Regions from separate parts of the Sus scrofa genome. Here regions 1 and 3 are each linked to region 2. A link is a contact called in public HiChIP or PLAC-seq data. All regions are on one chromosome and are shown on one strand. The core of a region is the stretch at or near the end of the contact, and the rest is flanking DNA. Distances in the headings are between cores, read along the strand shown.

Region 1 (2,700 bases), core at 185-2,684, 130 kb before region 2:
AACCTCCGTGTGCCTTGGGTGTGGCCCTCAAAAGACCAAAGACAAAAAAAAAAAAAAAAAAAAAGAGGTGATATAAGAGATAATAGCAAAAGTGTGTTGTGGGGTTAAGAAGCAGAAAGGGGAGTGAGGTCCACTGGGGAGGCAGGAGGAACCCCCTCTTCGGCTGTTCAGGCTGCTTTGACAAAGTACCAAGGTTGGGTGACGTGAATGCTGTAAATTTCTCATAGTTCTGGAGACTGGGACGTCCATGGTCAAGGCACCATTGGATCTTGGTTTACAGATGGCTGTCACATGACAGGAGGGGTGAGGGAGCTCTTGGGTCTCTTTCATAAGAGCACTAACCCCATCTGTGAGGGCGCCACCCTCATGACCTAATCACCTCCCAAAGCCCTCACCTGCTAAGACCATCAGTCACCTCCCCAAACCCTCACCTCCTAAGACCATCAATCACCTCCCAAAGCCCTCACCTGCTAAGACCATTGATCACTTCCTGAAGCCTTCACCCGCTAAGACCATCAATCACCTCCCAAAGCCTCACCTCCTAAGACCATCAGTTACCACCTAGAGCCCTCCTAAGACCATCAGTCACCTCCCAAAGCCCTCACCTCCTAAAACCATCAGTCACCTCCCAAAGCCCTCACCTCCTAAAACCGTCAATCACCTCCCAAAGCCCTCACCTCCTAAGACCATCAGTTACCACCTAGAGCCCTCCTAAGACCATCAGTCACCTCCCAAAGCCCTCACCTCCTAAAACCGTCAATCACCTCCCAAAGCCCTCACCTCCTAAGACCATCAGTTACCACCTAGAGCCCTCCTAAGACCATCAGTCACCTCCCAAAGCCCTCACCTGCTAAGACCATTGATCACTTCCTGAAGCCCTCACCTGCTAAGACCATCAATCACCTCCCAAAGCCTCACCTCCTAAGACCATCAGTCACCTCCCAAAGCCCTCACCTCCTAAAACCGTCAATCACCTCCCAAAGCCCTCACCTCCTAAGACCATCACACTGGGGGTTAGATTTCAACATGTGAATTTGGGGGGACACCCAAATTCACCCTGCACCCCGTAGAAGGAAGGAGAGAGGGTCACCTGACAGAAGCTGTGACCTGTGGTGGAGAGCCCCCCAGGTGACCCTGCAGATAGGAAGCAGGGGGAGACAGGCCCCTTCTTTGCTTCTCCTCCTCCCACTCTCCTGGCTTCCACTGGTACCTCCCAAGGGCCTGAAGGGCAAGAGAGCTGGATGGATACAGGTCATAGAGGTCAGCCTCCCAGGGCACAGATCTCAGTGGATGAAGATGGGAAGTAGCCTGAAGGGCAACCAGAGAATATTGTCGCCCTTCAGGATTTTTTTATCCTGTAGATGGCATTGTCATGAGTGCAGGAAGTGGCCTGCCATCTGTACAGGCTCTCCCCAGAGAGTAGGCATCTAGGGAAGTTGCTTAGCTTGTGCTATGGATGTTTTGTAATCCTGTTAGTGACTGAAAGCTTCCTGTTCTTTTCAGATGCATTTAAATCCAGTCTTTTATCTTTTTTCTATTTTATTTGTGTGCCTATTATTACAAGGCCATTTTTTTTTTTTTTTTCCTTTTTAGGGCCGCACCTGTGTCACATGGAAGTTCCCAGGCTAGGGGTCGAATTGGAGCTGTAGCTGCTGGCCTACACCACGGCCACGGCAACACCAGATCCAAGCCACATCTGTAACCCACGCCACAGCTTGCAGAAACACTGGCTTTTTAACCCTCTGAGCGAGGCCAGGGATTGAACCTGCATCCTCACGGACACTGTGTTGGGTTGTTCTTAACCTGCTGAGCCACCATGGGAACTCCTACGAGGCCACTTTGAAAGGCTTCCTTATATATCACCATGATGAACCAGTCTGCCTTTGTATTACAGGGGATTGTATATAAATCACTCACGTGGCATTGTGTTCAAAGGTGGTTTTCTTTTGATAGCTTGATATATTAGAAATGCACATTTCTGGATTTTGCACACAGAGAAATTACGTGGGGAGGCAATTGAGAAATTAAAAAGTGTTCTGCTGTGTAAGGAGTTATGAGGCTGTGCATGGAACTGACGTCATGAGCTTGGATCTGGGAGGTCTGGGATCTGTTCCTGGCACCTGCTCACACTTGCTCTGTGACCTTGGAGACCTCTAGACATCAGCATTTCTATTTGTAAGGTGGAGTTAACGTGACCGACAAAGACTCTCCTTAGTCAGACTCCTGTGAGTCCTTTTTTCTGTCTAGTTCTAGACCTTGGTCCCTGCCCTGTCTTTGGCCTGCCTAGCCCAGTTTCAGCAAGAATCCTGCTAAGTCAGTTTAGAGAGACTCCCCCTCTGCCCCTTGATATGTGATCCCCTTTGATATCTGATCACCCTGGGTTGCCTTGAGCAGAAACCCTATTGTCTGTTTGTTTACCAAGAATCTCCCTCCCCTGCGGTCTCCTCTTAGTAGTTTTCTGTCCACTGACCCCCTCACTCTGCTTATTTGCTGTAAATCTTCAGGTGTCTTTGCTCTATTCGGAGTTGAGCCCCATCTCTCTCCTGTTTTGCAGTAGCCCTGCAAAAAGTCTTGCCATTTTAACAAGCATCAGAATAATTTTTAATTTTTTTAATTTTTTAAATTTTTTTTGTCTTTTTGCCTTTTCTAGGGCTGCTCCTGCGGCACATGGAGGTTCCCAGGATAGGGGTCTAATCGGAG
Region 2 (2,761 bases), core at 220-2,719:
TCCCCGTTTCATGTAAAGTTTTCAATTTATGGGTATAAAGTTGCACGCAATATCCTTTCATAATATTTTGAAAGACTATAGCATCTGCAGAAATGTTTCCTTTTTTTCATTCCTGGCCTTGGTGTTTTGTGCTTTTTTCTTCTTGGTTAGTCGTGCTAATGTCTTGTGGGTTTTTATCAGTTTAATGAAAGACCCAACTTTGGTTTTTATTGTTTATATTTTTGGTCGCACCCGCAGCATGTGGAAGTTCCCAGGCCAGGAATGGAACCCATGCCACAGCAGCAGCTCTAGCCACTGCTATGACAATGCTGGGTCCTTAACCCGCTGTGCTGCAGATCTCCTCGTTTGCATTTTAAATGAAGCATAAACAAGCACTACTTCTTTTAAGTTTACGTGCATTGAAAAAATGATGCCCTGTGGCGCTCTGTCAAAAAAGATTTTAAGACCCTTTAAAACTAAGTAACTGGAATTCCTGGCGTGGTGCAGCGGAAATGAATCCGACTAGGAATCATGAGGTTTCGGGTTCAATCCCTGGCCTTGCTCAGTGGGTTAAGGATCCAGCATTGCTGTGAGCTGTGATGTAGGTCGTAGACAAGGCTCTGATGTTGCTGTGGCTGTGGTGTAGGCTGGCAGCTGTAGCTCCAATTTGACCCCTAGCCTGGGAACCTCCATATGCCGTGGGTGCCGCCCTAAAAAGGAAAAAACAAAAACAAAAAACCCCCCAAAAACTAAGTAACTGAGTCTCAGAGCTGTATGGAAGAAGACATTATGTATTTATTTTTATGTGTCTTTGACATAATGTTTTCCAGTTTTATTAAAACGTACCTTATGTTCTTGAGTATTGTACACATGGGATCAAAGTCAGATCCGAATTGTTCTAAGGTGGGTTTTGTATATTCACTGGGACACACCCCGGGAAATTGTTTTGGAAACATCTAACTAGAATTTACACAAGACTTACTGGTAATTTAATGTGAATTGAAGGTGTGTTCAACCCACTTGACAACACAGATTTACTTTGTATTAAGGCAGAGCCAATTTGCTGTAATGACTGAGGAAGAATGTTTCCTTTTGGTTCATATTTAATACATGAAGCTTTTCTTTTAAAAAGGCTTTTTGAAAGTTTTTCTCAGAAAATCTTTCTGAGTACGTGCCGTATAAGAACAAGAACTGGAGCGTCAGAAAAGAGCTGAGTTTTGAATTCCTGCTCGGTCCCTTTTAGCTCTGTGGCCCTAGGAAAATTGCCTAACCTCTCTGAGTGTGCATTTTCCCTACCGTGAGAAGGAAATAGTGAGAACTGCTTGGGGGGGGGTGGCATTGTGATTTTTATATGAATTTTCTGTAAGGTACCTGGCTTATGGTTGGGCACAAAGTAGACACTTAATAAATTAAAGGACACTGACTGCTTTCTTGTCTTCCCCTTGCTCACCACCGCAGTTGCTCAGTGCCTTCCGCCCAGAAGTGTGAACGGTTATTGCTACAGAATAAAACGAAACCACTTCTGTCATTTGTTTTCTCTTCATTATGGGCAGACGGGAGTACCAGGGTCACGTTCCGTATTTTCAGTATTTTGATCTTATCTGAATTGATTGGGGGTAAACTGGCTGTCCATTTTTTCCCCCTCCACATTTCATCTTTCCTTTCTGGGATTATTGTTATTATTATTTTTTTTTTTTTCCTTTAGTTCATTTCCCCTCCTCGAAGATCTTACTGCCCTGTTCTTCCTCCCTCTCTCCCTTCTTCCTTTCTTTGCCGTTTTTATTGTATAAATGAAATGGGCACAAAACTCAAAAAGCTTGGCAAAAACCTGGAATGTAAGTTCATTGGTGGGGTTGGTTCCTTGAAGGCAACATTATTTAAATTTAGTTACTCCAGAATGGAACTGGGAGATGGGTGGGGCTCTCTGTCAATTACCATGTCGATTTCATATTGCTGCTGCATTGAGAATATTTTTGCAGAGCTAGGAGTTCCTCCGGGCTTTGGGGGGACATGTGGATTGTGGAACCCTAACAACTGACCTCATAGCCAAGAAGGGAAAGGAAGAGCACAGGGCAGAGGAGGTTGGCTGGTTATATTCCTGCACAAAGGATGATAGCATTATTGAAGTCGCTAGACCTAAGTTGTTGGTTCTCCTTGGAGTTTCTCAACTGGAAAGATGCTGGAGAGCATATGGCATAATTAAGATTTATTGGAGTTCCTACCGTGGTGAAGCGCAAACGCATCCAACTAGGAACCATGAGGTTGCGGGTTCGATCCCTGGCCTCACTTGATGGGTTAAGGATCTGGTGTTGCTGTGAGCTGTGGTGTACGTTGCAGATATGGCTCGGATCTAGCGTTGCTATGGCTCTGGTGTAGGCCGGTGGCTACAGCTCTGATTAGACCCCCTAGCCTGGGAACCTCCATATGCCGCGGGTGCAGCCCTAGAAAAGACAAAAAAAAAAAAAAAAAAAAAAAAAAAAAAAGATTTGTTTAGGCATCCAGGGTTGCAAAGGGCTGAATTGGGCCTGGGAAGGGATTGTGAGCTGGGAAAAGGCTTTATGGTGCGATGCCAACATCATTTGCTGCTCTGCCCAAGGAGTAAGTCTTGGTTTACATTTTGTGGATTTGGCCTCAGCCGTGGAGTTATTTTCCAAGACGGCAGATTGATTAACTAGCTGCCCTTGGCCCAGCCTGTCCACTGTGACCCCGAGCGAGCGCTGAGTAGCAGTACTGGGGCTGCTGTTTGTTTTAGTTGGTGCTTTTATGAGAGTGGAGAACAAGA
Region 3 (2,733 bases), core at 89-2,588, 150 kb after region 2:
TGTGTCTAAAAGGCTTCATACGCAGCAGAAGTGTGACGTCAATAATTAAAGCAGTAGTGAGTTGCGGTGCTACAAATAAAAACTGAAATGCACCACAGTGGGGACTCTTTTTTTCTTTGGTTTACTTTCTATCTCTTGAGTAAGGGTCAACTGTAGCAAGAGGCAAGAGGGGGCTGAATTTCAAAGCTCTTGGACTCAAATCCTAAGATTGATTGATTTGAGGACTCAGAAATAGAAACGAGGCATAATCCTGCCATACTTTTTATACTTTTTTTTTTTTGCCTTTTCTAGGGCCGCTTCCTGTGGCATATGGAGGTTCCCAGGCTAGGGGTCTAATCGGAGCTGTAGCCACCGGCCTATACCACAGCCACAGCAACGCAGGATCTGAGCCGCATCTGCGACCTACACCACAGCTCACGGAAACGCCAGATCCTTAACCCACTGAGCAAGGGCAGGGATCGAACCTGCCACCTCATGGTTCTTAGTCAGATTCATTAACCACTATGCCACGACGGGAACTCCAGTTTTTATTCTTTTTTATGGGAGTGACTGAGAGGCTCATAGACCCCACTTAGGTTTCCACACTGAAGGGGTACCAGGGTATCAGGCACCCACCCATAAGTATTGTCAGTGGTGCTTCTTCCATGACCTGACATGAAGAAGCAGGGCTTTGTTGGGGGGAGGTGTGTTCATTTCCAGTTGTCCTGGACCACCCCAGCTGTTGTCAGCCACAGAATCCCATGCTCAGAGATTGTGATGATGTCAGGTAATGAGGTTCTCAAGGCTGAGGCTGGACGTCTATCCTTAGATTGCTGCCCGGTACAACCCGTCTAGTAATTTCCAGACTTCACCTTGGAACGCTGCTCTCCAAGGCTGATACCTTCAGCTAATCCATTTATTCTCAGGGCCTAGTTCCTGCTGTAAGGACGTGTTCCCACAGCATATTGACCGAGTCTCCCGGTCCTAAGAGAGTCTTGCCTCTGACCTCAACAGCTACCAAGGATTTTAAATGCAGCCCATCTCTCTCTGACATTAGCACCTAAGCACAGCTTTCTGTGGTACAATCAAGTCCAGGGTCTGTAAAATGACCAGCACACATCCATCAACCCATAGCAAAAAAACAAACAAAAAACCTAACTGCAAACCAAACACTGCCTTTTATAGAATCGTGTAGGAGGAAACGATGACTTAATAATCCCACTGACTAAATGAATGGAAAGATTTCACACTTGCCTAATTTCTCTCTTGCTCCTCCCTCCGCCTCAGCCCTCAGGACTGTCTCAGACCTTGTTGTTGAAATGAGTTCGGATAATTTTGTAATTGACTCATAAGCATGATCCCCTAGGCTGCCTTGAAGGGAAAGTATGTGTCATTTCAGCAACTGAGTGTGCCTTTTCCTCTGGGGACTTCTTAGACTGTTGCATTCTTGGTCTTGGGTCCCCTCTATGGCAGAGGTGTCTGCTTTTCTTACTTTCTCAGTTTTGCTGTGTCCTGGACTCTGGTTCTGAGTACTTCTGTTCTGTTTGTGAGGTTGTCATGATTTTTCTCTGGTCATGAATTTCAGTAGGAGGGGTCTTCTGGGTATTCAACGCAGGAGTTGCCGCTTGGTTTCTTCACTCTGTTTTACTCACTTCCTTCACTTCCAAGATCTTAGGCCACTCATGGTGCCGGCTGGTCTTCATAACGCTAAGCCTTCTGAAGGGGTGGGTGTATTGGGTTAATATTGAATGACTCCCTGGGGCCCCTACTGGCAAGTCATTTTGGGCTGTATTAACATTTGTTTGTCAGGAACTGGGTTCGTCCTTCCTTCCTTTCCTTTCCTTTTTTTTTTTTTCTTTTTCTTTTTCATAATTCCTATTGAATCAGATTTTCTTCTCGTATTTTAAGAAAGCAAGTTTTCCTTTTTACAGGACTAGATGCTTTTGGAGGAAGGCTTATTTATTTATTTATTTATCTATCTTTTTTAAAAATTTTTTTGGCAGGGGAGACCCGCACCCACAACACAGGGAAGTTGGCAGGCTAGGGGTCGACTCAGAGCTGCAGGTGCCAGCCTACGCCACAGCCACAGCAACTTGGCATCTGAGCCACGTCGGTGACCTACACTCATGACTTACAGCTACAGTACGATCTACAGTTTAGGGCCGCCCTAAAAAGACCAATAATAATAATAATAATACAAGTGAATCTATGTGCAAAACAGAAATAGACTCAGACTTAGTGAACAATCTTCTGGTTACCAAAGGGAGGGAGGGATGGAGGGACAAGTAAATTAGGAGTATGGGATTAACAGACACAAACTACTAATACATAAAATAGATAAGCAACAAGGATTTACTATATAGCACAGGAAATCATATCAGGATCTTGTAATACCTGTAGTGGATTCCAGTCTTAAAACAGAATCACTCTGCTATACACCTGAAACTGATGCAACATTGTATATCCGTTATACTTTTTTTTTTTTTTTTTTTTTTTTTTGCTTTTTAGGGGTACATACGTGGCATATGGAGGTTCCCAGGCTAGAGGTCAAATCATAGCTGCAGATGCCAGCATACACCACAGCCACAGAAACACAGGATCTGAGATGGGTCTTTGACCTATACCACACCTCACCACAATGCCAGATCCTTAAAACTGAGCAAGGCCAGGATCGAACCTGCAACTCATGGTTACTAGTTGGATTCGTTTCCGCTGCACTGCAACGGGAGCTCCAATACTTCAACTTTAAAAAAA

The links. HiChIP or PLAC-seq counts read pairs in DNA pulled down with a chosen protein or histone mark.
Region 1: an H3K27ac HiChIP or PLAC-seq map of alveolar macrophages shows a contact between it and region 2. The contact joins two enhancer-like sites. A contact is called at or near these places in 4 of 47 Hi-C or Micro-C datasets (embryonic fibroblasts, epiblast stem cells, fetal heart ventricle and 1 more) and 1 of 2 datasets of contacts at active chromatin or transcription factors (alveolar macrophages).
Region 3: a contact with region 2 is called in an H3K27ac HiChIP or PLAC-seq map of alveolar macrophages. The contact joins two enhancer-like sites. A contact is called at or near these places in 4 of 47 Hi-C or Micro-C datasets (brain, embryonic fibroblasts, epiblast stem cells and 1 more) and 2 of 2 datasets of contacts at active chromatin or transcription factors (alveolar macrophages and skeletal muscle).

What each region holds. Positions count from the first base shown.
Region 1 is chr13:195,139,140-195,141,839 of Sscrofa11.1, reverse strand. The region is part of intron 1 of TIAM1 (T-lymphoma invasion and metastasis-inducing protein 1); the gene reads left to right. The region is part of intron 1 of LOC110256474 (a long non-coding RNA gene); the gene reads right to left. Among named protein-coding and RNA genes, the nearest start is that of TIAM1, 95 kb to the left of the region's middle. Within about 2 kb of position 1,434, at least 10 of the 83 cell types and tissues checked have an H3K27ac peak or open chromatin away from gene starts, as enhancers often do. A contact at or near this core is called in alveolar macrophages, where this site is marked.
Region 2 is chr13:195,005,734-195,008,494 of Sscrofa11.1, reverse strand. All of the region lies in intron 3 of TIAM1 (T-lymphoma invasion and metastasis-inducing protein 1), which reads left to right. Among named protein-coding and RNA genes, the nearest start is that of TIAM1, 230 kb to the left of the region's middle. Within about 2 kb of position 1,469, at least 2 of the 83 cell types and tissues checked have an H3K27ac peak or open chromatin away from gene starts, as enhancers often do. A contact at or near this core is called in alveolar macrophages, where this site is marked.
Region 3 is chr13:194,852,981-194,855,713 of Sscrofa11.1, reverse strand. The region is part of intron 15 of TIAM1 (T-lymphoma invasion and metastasis-inducing protein 1); the gene reads left to right. Among named protein-coding and RNA genes, the nearest start is that of TIAM1, 380 kb to the left of the region's middle. Within about 2 kb of position 1,338, at least 6 of the 83 cell types and tissues checked have an H3K27ac peak or open chromatin away from gene starts, as enhancers often do. A contact at or near this core is called in alveolar macrophages, where this site is marked.